Regions from separate parts of the Gadus morhua genome. Here region 1 is linked to region 2. Evidence: chromatin contacts called from public Hi-C data. All regions are on one chromosome and are shown on one strand. The core of a region is the stretch at or near the end of the contact, and the rest is flanking DNA. Distances in the headings are between cores, read along the strand shown. Region 1 holds the start of sptlc2b (serine palmitoyltransferase, long chain base subunit 2b). Region 2 holds the start of ccm2 (CCM2 scaffold protein).

Region 1 (2,700 bases), core at 178-2,677, 130 kb before region 2:
TATACAATGCACAATTTAACAGTTTTAATCGAATGCATTTTTAGAGCCACTTAATGTACTATTAGATGTTGGATTTGGCGTAGGCCTACATCTTTGTGTGAAATTAATTAATTATTTTTCAATATTCTTTTATTTTTTTGTACTGTAATGTTCTTTTTTTTAATTACTTACATTTTTGACAATTTTGACAGACCTGTCGACAGACCTGTTGATACATTCAGTAATATGAATATGAATATGAATCTGAATTACGTTTTTTTTCTTTATTACTGTCTCCATCTTAACCAATAATGTCCCAAAGCAGCTTATACCTTGTCCCAATGTCAACGAGAGGCACTGTCTGTTCGTTAGCCTGTATTTAGATCATATTAGGATTGGATATTCTCCTTTTCCACTCTCACAACAGTTGCAAGCTGATTGTAGCCTACTTGAGCAAGATCTTCCTTCTTCCATCATCTTTATCAAAGTGGTCAATTTAATTATACAGAAAAAATGTTCACATAAAACATACTATCTTGACAAATGAAATTACAATTTAAGAACATTAATGTAACATGATTTTAAGTCTAATGGTCTGATATAAAGTGTTTTTTTGAAATACGTGGCTCAACAGGGACGCCTAGCAGGTTGACACGAAAAGTGCATCCCAGGCAAATAAGTAATTCCTCAGTGAAATGTTGCCCAAATGTCAGCACATTTGAATGCAGGATAATAAAACCAGCCCAGTTTGTTTTACATGGTTGCAATGCACATTTAGATATGATACAGTACAATGCGTAAGTAACATTTCAAATCGAATGCAGGTCATACATAACGTTTCGGATGTAGGACTATTCTGCTACATGTAAAATAAAGATATGTCATTATCTCTTGATAAGAAAATAATGACGTCAAGATACGCAACCACGGTGCGGTTTCTAACATAAACAATGACACGAAGTAACTACCTCACTCACTAAATTTACAAACTAACAACTCTGTTAAAATACAAATTCAACGAAATCCGCAATCAAGACTATGGGAACCAAAGCTGTGATCATTTGTTTTTCATAAAATATTTTCATTACAAGGAAGCGTGTGTGACGACTCGTGTCTGAGGCTGACATAATAAGGTAATAAACAGGTGATGCCAAGGTAACCGGCTACCCAAACAACGTACAATGTAATCTGACAGAGGGCTGAACACTTCCATTGGCCCAACACCATTCAGGTGAGATATGTCTTTGAAAAAAAAAAAAAAGCGGCAAGGCCTACGTATCAATGCTTGACTCTCCCTATTTCCCATGATGAGGTTATTATAGGACATTTCCATAAGGTGGACCCGGTGCTTTTAGGACCATCCCCCCCATATAGAAGAGTGGGTGACGTCTGCCGCGGCGTCATTGGCCGATGTACAGCGGTAGGGGCGGGTGTTTCCGGCAATCTCGTGTTGCATAGTGCAGAGTGGGCGTCTTGTCGTCTCTTCTCCCCCCTCCCCTCGGCACATACATGACTTCACGGCCACACACGAGTGAAGATACCTCAGTTTTCCAGTTGCCGGGCGCCTTCTGCTACCGCCTGAACATGACAGAAAGTTCCAGCAATAAGCTGCTGAATGGAGACGCCTGCCAACGGAGCTCAAAGGACAAGAAATCGGGTAAAAATGGCTTCGTGAAGAACCACTGCCTGTTTCAGCAGCCGCAAAAGTACCGCCGCCCGAGGGAAAAGGTGAGGCCCAGCCATCCTCTGTTGGATATTAAACCGCTAACTAGGGAGGAACAAAGTGTTTTCATCCTCATTTTGTCTGTAGAGATCGATACGTTCACGTCGTTGCCTGCTTGTTTTGACGGTCTGTGGATCGGTGTTAACGGTGTGAATATCGCTATGCCCTGGGGCTCTGAGTCTTCATACATAACAACAGTTACGTTGGGTCGGGGTAGTTAAAACTTATCACAAACTACTGCAAATGAAAGATAAATCTATATTTTTTTGTACTTATTTTAGTGTTTTTTGTCATGATCATTGGCTATTCGCTTACATTACTGCCCATACAATTATGGCAGGATTAATTTAAACATATGTAACGGGATAGAGTTCAATCATTCCTCAGTCTGTCAACTTGGAAGCTGACGAGAAGCGTATTTATTTGTTTCCCAGTCCCGTCGTTTCGGTTTCTTAGCTACAGACTACCCAAACTACAGGTGCATAGTTGGTCATTCAGTGTGATTGCAGTGTTGAGGTCTTTGTAACCTTACCCCTTGTTAGTGTGTGTGTGTGTGTGTGTGTGTGTGTGTGTGTGTGTGTGTGTGTGTGTGTGTGTGTGTGTGTGTGTGTGTGTGTGTGTGTGTGTGTGACTGCGGAGAGTGTCTCTGTTTACATTGGCACCAGTATGAAGAATACTAGTACCCCGTTGTACAATGTAACTGGAGGAGGCGTCTCTGTCGCCTGGGAGAAGGGGAGGGGGGTTGTTCCCACTTTATTCTCTGGGGAAGAATGTCTTCAGTCTGAGCTGGGTGTGGCCCCCACGGTGAACGGGAATATATGGCAACAGAGTTGGGTTTTGGGTTGGTGTGTGGGGTTGACCCATTCATGCTGCCTTGCATGCTTTTTCCTATGATTGTAGGCCTAGATCTACTGGAACTGTCAACTTGGAAAAAGGAATGTTTGTGATCATATTGTGATACCATGATGCTGCGTTTAGCAAAGAGTTTCTGTCAAAAG
Region 2 (2,788 bases), core at 255-2,754:
GTGAAGTCAAACTGATGATACACCAAAACTAAGGTTTTTTTCTCCCCCACATTCACGTGAAAAAAGCCTTACAAGCAGTGTGTTTAACATAACAAAGTAAGAATATTTCTCTATAAATGGGAGTCAGCCTGTATTTGAATGGCTATGAATTATAACAAACGTTACAAATAGGTTATAAAATAGGTGTCTACATTGGCTACGATCCAATGGCGCCCCAAAGTGGTAGAGAGCAATATTGCATGAAATGCTAACAACATAAATTGATATCTCATAGTAGCCTGTTGAGATCTATTGATTACTGTCATGAAACCCTCCACAAGGCTCTGCAGAGCACATTTGGCCAACCAGGTAACGCTTCATATGAACCAAGCATGATGCTATATTTTATCTTGAGGTGCGCTTCCAAGTAATTTGAATGACGAGTTAAGAATTTCTCCATCATCCACAAACCATAAAACTACAGGATAACGTCAGGAAACGTCAGGATATCCCGACTACAATGTTGACAAGCAGATCTTGCAGCAGATATATGATCTGTAATGGAACAATGGTTTGTATTGTATTGTGATAATGCATGGTGTGCTTTCATAAAATGTTGACATACTCATTAACACTTATTAAATTAAGCTATGGAGTCCAGAATGAAAGCGGAGATAGAAAACAGAGATGATGTGTGTTTGCTTTATGTTTCACGATAGACACTGCAAGTTTTAATAAATAATGTATATGTTATAGATTACAGTAGTTTACAAAGTGAACACATAAAGTAAATTACTTATATACCTTTGACGTGTATATTTGTAAATCTGAATTAAGTTAGGATTAACTCCAAGCGCATTAATGTGTCCATTTTATAATCGATTTAGGGGGCGTAAACTGCCAAATATTTGAGATCTAATAACCTGAGCTGTACAAATCATAAACAAGTTGCTACTTTCAGAAAGTAGCCTATACACCACGAGCTGAACTGTGTTTGAAGCAGCGGAGACATATATTATCGTATACACAGGTAGTACACTGTAATAATACAGCAAGTACTGAATCCTGTTAGCAAGCTAGGAAGTCAAATAATTCATAAGGTAATCCCCTACTTACCTTTTTAACTTTTTTTACATCCTCTTCCATATCTACTACGGCAACGTTGTCCTCGTCATATTCACATCAACATAAGGAGATCTTTCGAGAGCACACATTACTGATTGTCATCCTCTGACAACTTTATGGAAAAGGGCTTGGTTAGCCTGCTGGCTAGCCTAGCATAGCTCCTGGGATGGGTTGGCTTACACGCAGGGAATTTAAGATGGAATTTGACATCGTTATTAAACAAGACACACACTTTGGTATTTAAGGAGTGGGCACACTGTGTTCAGACGGAGTATCAATATCAGCAAAACGAACTGGTGGAGAAGAATAAATAACTCGGGCGTAACATTTTTAACTTTTTAACACTATCGCCATTTTGGGCGTTGAACTACAGTGTGACCCAGCATGCTTTGCGCGTCTATTTTGGCAGGGGACACGCAAATCAACAAGTGATGAGCACTCTCGTCGCCTATTATTATCTTATCCATGGGTCCGTGTGCCATGACGTGTGTAAGAGCATCGTACTGGTATACTTCCATCTGCCCAATATTAACCTTATGCTTGTATATAGGCCTACTGCAGTTCGATTGATAGTGTAGGGTAAAAATGAAATAATAAGGTTGATACATTTTCCAGGTTAATATCCATATACACCCCTTCGTTATACCTATGAAGAGGCACACATGGGGGACATTTTAATTCATACATTGGTCTTTTTCTTATACTTTCGTTTGTAGACATATATCATCCATCCATTCTTTCATCCATCTGCCATTCATTTCTTGCATCAATTTATTCATTTGTATAACTAATGATAATCCTAGTTTGGAAATTGATGTAGGCTAACACCATAGCAGGGAGATTGGAGAGATAATCATTTATTAATTGGGTTGATATGATATTATATATTTTTGCCCAGAAATAATCTGAAATAAATACAATACTGGTACACATTGCACTTTCAAAGACTATATTTATTTTGTTCTCTTCTGTTTGAACAGTCTGATATAATAATCTACAGTAAGGCTTAACATTACATTTTTCGCTTAATATTTCTGTTTTCATCTAAAAACCAAAACATACAAAATAACTTTAGCACCATGTTATCAATAATATTCATATTGTTCCCAGAAATAGGGGTTAAGTACAATACTGGACATCAGTTTTGCTCTTTTTTTTTTCTTCGAAGAATGCTAGTTCCGTGGAACAATTTGCTTACATTTTATATTTAACAACAACAAAGAAATAATTCTTTATTTTATGTTCTCAATCACAACATGGTTGTATAGAGTACATTTTTATTGATATGCTACAGATTGTAGCAAATTGTTTGCGTACTGCAATTTGCCAACTGAGTAGCCCAGATAAATCATATAGTCTAGGGAGTATTAGATTTGTAAAATACACCAACAAGCTAACACAATCTAGAAATTGATTGAATATTTAACAAAGCAATATTTCCCAACACCTTTTTGCTCGAACAATTTCAAAAACCAGCAGCAATTAATATAACAACCGTACTCGCTTCATTGGAATATCAAATGCATTTTAACAAAATATTACAGCCAATTCCACAGTAACAACAAAAATAGATACACACAAGTTAAAGACATAGAGAGATGACAGGAATTTACAACACAGCAATTACGTCCTATGCTCGTTCTCAATAATAATTCCGTTCTCAGAAGCACTTTTGTGCTTCTGA

What was found. A called contact is a pair of places that touch in the nucleus more often than the background predicts.
Region 1: a contact with region 2 is called in a Hi-C map of heart, with 2.4 times the contacts expected there. The contact joins the promoter of sptlc2b here to the promoter of ccm2 in region 2. A contact is called at or near these places in 2 of 6 Hi-C or Micro-C datasets (gill and heart).

What each region holds. Positions count from the first base shown.
Region 1 is chr21:9,936,498-9,939,197 of gadMor3.0, reverse strand. sptlc2b (serine palmitoyltransferase, long chain base subunit 2b) reads left to right here and starts at 1,427. Exons shown (of 12, transcript XM_030344729.1): 1 at 1,427-1,707. The coding sequence starts at 1,489.
Region 2 is chr21:9,808,280-9,811,067 of gadMor3.0, reverse strand. ccm2 (CCM2 scaffold protein) reads right to left here and starts at 1,504. Exons shown (of 10, transcript XM_030345514.1): 1 at 1,096-1,504. The coding sequence starts at 1,125.